2 separate regions of the Sus scrofa genome follow, and region 1 is linked to region 2. The links are chromatin contacts, called in public Hi-C maps. All regions are on one chromosome and are shown on one strand. Each heading gives the region's core, a stretch centred on a gene start, on an enhancer-like site or on the middle of the called end of the contact. The rest is flanking DNA. Distances are from core to core; before and after follow the strand shown. Region 1 overlaps GFOD1 (glucose-fructose oxidoreductase domain-containing protein 1). Region 2 overlaps PHACTR1 (phosphatase and actin regulator 1).

What was found. A called contact is a pair of places that touch in the nucleus more often than the background predicts.
Region 1: a contact with region 2 is called in a Hi-C map of heart right ventricle, with 2.4 times the contacts expected there. The contact joins two enhancer-like sites. A contact is called at or near these places in 1 of 47 Hi-C or Micro-C datasets (heart right ventricle) and 1 of 2 datasets of contacts at active chromatin or transcription factors (alveolar macrophages).

Annotation. Positions count from the first base shown.
Region 1 is chr7:9,782,156-9,785,976 of Sscrofa11.1, forward strand. All of the region lies in intron 1 of GFOD1 (glucose-fructose oxidoreductase domain-containing protein 1), which reads right to left. Among named protein-coding and RNA genes, the nearest start is that of GFOD1, 70 kb to the right of the region's middle. Within about 2 kb of position 1,431, at least 25 of the 83 cell types and tissues checked have an H3K27ac peak or open chromatin away from gene starts, as enhancers often do.
Region 2 is chr7:9,326,563-9,329,876 of Sscrofa11.1, forward strand. All of the region lies in intron 4 of PHACTR1 (phosphatase and actin regulator 1), which reads left to right. Among named protein-coding and RNA genes, the nearest start is that of PHACTR1, 220 kb to the left of the region's middle. Within about 2 kb of position 1,924, at least 5 of the 83 cell types and tissues checked have an H3K27ac peak or open chromatin away from gene starts, as enhancers often do.

The DNA of each region.
Region 1 (3,821 bases), core at 181-2,680, 460 kb after region 2:
TGAGATCCTGTAGGCTTTAGAGAGAGAGCGTTGGTGGCTGAGGGATGGGACAGGGATGCTATGACAACAAGCACCCTCGGGTTTGCTCAGCACCCGTTCACAGCCTTCCAAGCGCTCTCTGTGATCACCCACTGTACACACAAGACGCCCAGCAACATCTGAACTGGGCAAGAAGTTGTATCAGAGTACCGAGTGGACCCAGGCCAATGGTCCACCCTCTTGCTCTGTCACTCTGTCACTGGCCATCATGTCCCCTGGAAATGTCTGCCCCTGAGTCTATGCATGCTCCTGGCGCCTTTGCCGCTCTCTCTCCTCTCCTCTCTCTCCTTCCCCCCTTCTCCCTTCTCCCTCGCTTTGGTAAAGCTGCTGGCCACACAATTTTGTGGAGCATTTGCCCATGATGCCCTGGGCCTTTCACACTCTCGCAGGCAGCAGAAGGAAGCAGCAGAGGTGAACCGGCAGTCTTAAAAATCTGCCTGGGGACAGGCACCATGAGCACAAGGTCCCCACTTGCTAGGAATGCTTCTGTTGCCACTGATCTCCAGTCTCTCCTGCCACCAAGGTACAGGAGCACAGCTGGGGCCAGCAGGGACAATGACATGTGATAAGCCTGCATTCCTTGGCCAGGGATAATCAAAAGAAGAAATCTGGGCCAAGAAAAACTAATAAAATCTTTTCTAATGGATGGTGCCCACAGGGGCATTCCACGCCAGGAGGGTGGGGAGCTCGCACGTGGCTGAAATTGAGCTCTTTCCTCCTCCAAGGCTGAAAAGGATGGCTGAGCATTCTTTGGCCAAAACGGGGGGTGGGCGTGGGGGAGCACGGCTCTGAAGCATGCATCGCCCCTCCCACCAAGGCCACCCAGCTCCCACCACCTGGCGCAGCAAGCACCTGTGCCCCTGTTTCAAATAAGCACGTGTACAGACCAACCCACAGCTAAACCCAAGAGACGGCCTAGCAGATCAGCCCCCAAGACTGCCGAGGGAACCAGGTTCCATCTCAGAGTTCAATTTGGTTTTGCCTTTTGAACAGCAGGAACTACCCAGCACAAAGATGCCCACGACAAAGAAGGCAACAGAAAATGCATGAGATGGCTAAGCCGCTAAAATCAGGCCCTAGCATCTGCAGGTATGGTTTTCTTCCACTTTCAGTTGCTGAAGTAAAACCATGTTTGTTCTGCAAAGGGAGAAGGGCTCATAATACCAGTCGATGGCAATTTGTATCCGGCCGTGGAAGGCAGCCACTTAAAAGGCTGTCCCCCAGTCAGGCTAAGGGGCATGAAACCACTTGTAAGCACCCGCTAATAGGCCAGGCGCTCGGGGGAGGCCACTGGAGGAAAACAAGAAAACCTGGCGTGGACCCTGTCCACGAGCATCCTGCAATCTGGATGGGCCGGAAAGATGTGCATATTTGGAAGTGACTGGAGGTGGCAGTGCGGTCACACTGGACAGAGGGCCAGATCGTGTGACGCAGGCATCAGTGCTTAAGAATGTGGAGAGTGCCAGGGTCAGCCAGCCCCACTGTACTGCCAACCAACTAGACAAAACTAGCTGGTCAGGCCACAGGGCCCAGCTGCTTGTCTGAGACAGGCGGTGATGCCTTTGGTAGCTCGGGGTTATAACGGCGTCCCTGGCTGGACACACTGCCCAGCACAGAACGGGACAGAGTGGGTCTGAGAGCAGCTCCTGGCGCCAGCACCTGCTGCGCGTGTGACCCCAGGCCCCTCACACGATACTGCTGGGCGCCCACAGCTCCAGCTATAAATGGAGACGGATACATGCACTCCCATCATTGGGCTGTGGTAGAAAGAGCTTGGGCGCAGTGCCTGGCACCCAGGGGGTGCCTGATAAATGCCAGCTGTCATGACCGCGGGCCTGGGCTTCTAAAAGGCCACCCCTCAGCTAACAGCAGGAATCAGCATATTCAGACCAAGTCCAAGGATAGATTCAGTAACAGAAAGTCAACTTAACTGTGAGCGGACAAGGAAGGGCGATTAATTACAAAACAGAAAGAGACTCACAGACAACAGAAAACTAACTTGTGGTTACCAAAGGGGAAAGTGAATCAGGAAGGAATACATTAGGAGTCTGGGATTAACAGGTGCGCACCACTCTATATCAAATAGATAACAACAAGGATTTACTATAGGGCCCAGGGAACTATACTATATTCAAATTCATGTAATACTCCATAATGAAGAATCGGGAGCGAATATATATGCTTAAGTGAATCCCCTCACTGTACACCTGAAACTAACATAATATTTATAAATCACATCTACTTCAGTTAAAAAAAAAAAAAAAGATAAGGGAGTTCGAGGCCCCAGGTGCCAGGAACACAGCATTATGCAGAAGAGGCTGTAGCTCAGAGCGAAGGTCACGGTCCCCCCAGCTCACATGGTCAGGTACAGAAGGCCACCTGCTCTTCCTGCGGGCGGCCAGCGGCTGCGGCACCCAAGCAGGGAAGCGAGGTCAGGGCTCAGGGGAAAGGGCATCGGATGTTCCAGAACATCCAGCGGCAGCCAAGGAGCCCACCCTGTGCTGCAAGGACTCACAACCTGTCACCGCCTGGATTCCCGTCACTCCCCAGCAGCCTCCCCCTCCTGGCGAGAACGCCTAGAACATTCCCCAGAGTTTAAAACATTACCCTCCTGTTCTCATGTTTTCTTTCTTATTTTCTTTAAACTATTCATTTGTTTGGTTATTTATTTATTTATTTTTGTCTTTTTCTCGGGCCACATCCACAGCATACAGAGGTTCCCAGGCTAGGGGTGTAATTGGAGCTGAAGCCGCCGGCCTACGCCACAGCCACAGCAACACCAGATCCAAGCCATGTCTGCGACCTACACCACAGCTCATGGCAACTCTGGATCCTTAACCCACTGAGCGAGGCCAGGGATTGAACCCACAACCTCATGGTTCCTAGTCGGATTCGTTAACCACTGAGCCACGAAGGGAACTCCCTTGTGTTTTCTTAAAGTCAGTCCCCTCCTCTCTTCCACCCCTTCCACAATTTTGTGTGTGTGTGTGTGTGTGTGTTTTTAGGGCCACACCTGCGGCATACGGCGGTTCCCAGGCTAGGGTCAAATTGGAGCTACAGCCGCCAGCCTACACCACAGCCACAGCAATGCAGGATCCAAGCCGCCTCTGTGACCTACACCACAGCTCACAGCAACGCCGGATCCTTAACCCACTGAGTGAGGCCAGGGATCGACCTGCATCCTCATGGACAGGAGCCACAGCGGAACTCCCTCCACCCTTTCTAGAACTTGAACATGCAGGTCTGCTCAAGAGAACATTCCAGAACACGCCAAATCATGGGAAACATGACCTTTCCTTGCCAGCCAGATTGCCTGGCCTTTCCACCCACTGATGCCCTTCAATACCGACATGCCCTGGGCTGGGGGCCACTCTTCCTAAGGAACCGAATGCGGTACGGTTGAGTCACCCCACCTTCTCCACCCACCTTGTCTGGCCACCCAAGCTCAGAGCACAGAACCAAGCTCTCAGAACGTGGATGCTACTGGGCGTGGTCCAGGCCCAAGGGCAGCTGCCTATCTGGGATGCCTTCCCACCCCATCTTTCCTCAAGGTGAGGCATCTGCCCACGTCCTGGGCCAGAGGGGGATCTGGCCTTACCTCCCCAGGGTATCAAGTAAGAGGCCAGAACCGTGAGGGGCTGGCTTCACTATCTGGGCGAGCTGACTGCTCACACCCTTAGCAGACCAAGATCTGCTCTGGATTGGGGTGTGCAAAGGGCAAAACGAGATAAAGAGCACAAGGCACGCAGCTTGGCGTCTGGCACACGATGCCCACTCGCCTA
Region 2 (3,314 bases), core at 674-3,173:
GGGGGTACAATGTAAACAAATAAACAAGAAAAATATAATGTAGTGTCAGATGACGATAAGTGTCAGGAAGGAAAATAAGTCTGGCAGAGTCTAAAGGGTGCCTGGGGAAGGGGCGCTGTTTTAGAGTGTGGTCAGGGAAACCCGCCCTCCCAACCAGGGTGTTGAGAGGAGATCTGAAAAATCCCCAGGAATGAGCTTCACTTTCCTATTCCTTCAACAGACTAATGCACGCAAGTCTTTGGGGAATGAGATGCCAAAGATAGAACGGAATCCTTTCTTGGTGGTTTCGGGAAAATAAGAAGAAGAGCCACTTCGTATTAAGTGCTTTACAAGGATTAACTCATTTAATCCTCACAGCAATGTGGTGAGGTAGAAATGATTATTTCCTGCAGAATAATGGTTATTGATGAGTATTCCTCCTTCTGCTGATGAGGCTGGCAACTCACCGAGGGTTATATGGCTAGTGGATGGTGAGATTGGGTTTCAACCCCAGGCCCCCTGAGCTTTGGGGGTTTTTATTTTTATTTTTTTTGGAACAGCTATATTGAGGTATCCTTGATAGATGATGAACTGCACATGTTTGAAATGTACCATTTGAGAGTTTTTAGTGTCTACACATGAAACCATCACCACCATGAAGACAAATGAACCTACGTCTCACTCCCAAAAGTTTCCTTGGGCCTCCCTTTTTTTATCCCTATGGCTGCACCTGTGGCACATGGAAGTTCCCAGACTAGGGGTCATATTGGAGCTGTAGCTGCTGGCCTACACCACAGCCACAGCCACAGCCACAGCCACAGCCACAGGAGATCTGAGCCACATCTGCGACCTACACCACAGTTCACGGCAACACAGGATCCTTAGCCCACGAGGCCAGGGATCAAACCCACGTCCTCATGGATGCTTGTTGAGTTCATAACCCTCTGAGCCACAGGGGAACTCCCCTTGTGCCTCCTTTTAATCTCCCCTTTGATCCCTCTCCCACACCCGCATCTCCAAGCAACCAGTGACCCGCTTTCTATCAGTATAGATTAGCTTGCATTTTCTACAATTTTATATAAATGGATTCATACAGCCTGAACTCTCTTTTGTTTGGCTTCTTTCACTCAGCATAATTAGTCTGGGATTCATCCAGGTCATTGCAGGCCTCAGCAGCTGAGTGGTGTTCTGTCGTGTTGCACATACCCTGGTTTGTCTCTCCACTCACCTGTTAGTGGACATTGGGCTTTAATGGCCAGTTTGGGGCCATTACAAACTCAACTGCTAGGAACATTCGTGTACAAATCTTGGAGTTCTCGTCATGGCTCAGTGGTTAACGAATCCAACCAGGAACCATGAGGTTGCAGGTTCGATCCCTGGCCTTGCTCAGTGGGTGAAGGATCCAGCGTTGCCGTGAGCTGTTGTGTAGGTCGCAGATGTGGCTTGGATCCCACGTTGCTGTGGCTCTGGCATAGGCTGGCAGCTACAGCTCCGATGAGACCCCTAGCCTGGGAACCTCCATATGCCGAAGGTTTGGCCCTAGAAGAAACAAAACCAAAACAAATCTTTGTATTAGACCCACACTCTTCATCATTACCTAACACAGTTTTCTTTTAAAAAGATAAAAATAGGATGCACGGAAGATGCATCGTGTGGCAGAATTACACTGATCCAGACCTGAGACTTCTAAATCCCAGAACCATCCTAGTCTGAGGGTAAGGAGTAGCCCCTGAAAAATACAGTTGCAAACCCTTTCATGTCGCTTGGTTCCTCCATAATCCGAGGAGAGACTACCTTAGATAACCTAGCAGCAGAAATGCCCTGTTTGTACTCTCTCTCCCGCATTTACTAACAGTGTGACTTGTCAACGACTCACTTGTCCTCTCCAGACCTCTCTCCTCATGAGTCAACAACATCCCAGCCAAGCCGAAGGCTGACTCATAGCACGCACTCATCAGAGGCAAACTGGATTATCCGCGGAGTTGTGCGTTGCACGGCCACTCCACTGTTCCATATTGCTGTGCCCTCCTGATCATCAGGACCTTAGCGTCTCAGAGCTGCATGTCACCTAAGAAACCATATAAGAAAACCAAGGCCCAGAGAGTCAGGGAGTGCCCAAGAGGGCAGGAGGAAGCTCAAAATCCAGGGGTCCCTTCATCGTTTTCAGAACTCTTCCTCCTACACCAAACTGCTGCTTGTTGCTTGTTCAAATTTGATATCAAGCAAATGGGCTGAATTAAGTGGGTGTGGTCCCCCCCCCCATTTTATAATGGATTAGGGTGGCAATCGTCTGTCTTGGTCTATTTACCATACAGTGTGTGATCAAACCGCAGATGCTTCAAGCCTCAGGTCCCAGGAACACCTAGCTAGCTATAGGTGAATGCTACAAAATAGGAAACACTTTGGGGGGAGGGAAGCCGTAATAAGAGAGACAAATAAATGATTCATTTCCCCTCCACTGTTGGTTGAAGTTATAATTACCCAAACTTTAAAAATAAAACCTGAAAAGCATCGCCGTCTCTGTGGCAGCACGGCAGAAGCACACCCCGTTGCATCAGCTCAAATCACACATTTAACAACTGCTGTTTTAGGTTTAGCCTAATTAAGGAATGATTCTTGGTACATGTATTCCTACTGCAATTAAGCAACTCACGGTGTAGGGTGGAATTGTTAAGGCTTCTTAAAACTGCCTTTCCTCTTGCAGGATTAAAAGATGAATATCTCCTAGAGAAGGCAGCTGTAAGAGGTTTGTGTTCTGACTCACGGAAGTCTGAATATATTTGCTTTAGAGTGACTTTTCTTTAGAATAATTTAAATAACAGAGTAATAGGCGGGAAGTGTTTCTCTTGAGGATGGTGAGGTAGGCAATGGAGATAAAATTGCTTTGGAGATGGCTGATCAGAACACAGTTTAGAATTCAGAATACACTCCAAACTTTGAATGGAGGGAGAGATGAGTTTTCATGGAGTTTTGTTGGTTGGGGACCACGTGCTGCCAAAGAAGGGACAGACATGCCCACTCCCAGCCTCCCTGTGTCATGTCCTGCGTGTGTAGTTTGCATGTAAAGCTCGTCCTGGCTTTGCCATGTAAAAAGCAAACAGGTTGGAAATGTTTATGTTGACAGTCATGTTTAATGAACCTCTAAGTGTGATGCTCCCTTACGCCATCATCTGAGTTTCTCAGCCTCTCGTGAGCAGATGAATGAATTCCAGTGTTTGGACAGCTCGTCCCTAATATGCGTCATGTGGTCAGAGACACTTGCTGTTCTGTCCTTGCAGGTGCTGGGACAGAAAGATTGGCACAGACTGAAATGATTCTTAGGACTTTAACCCAAG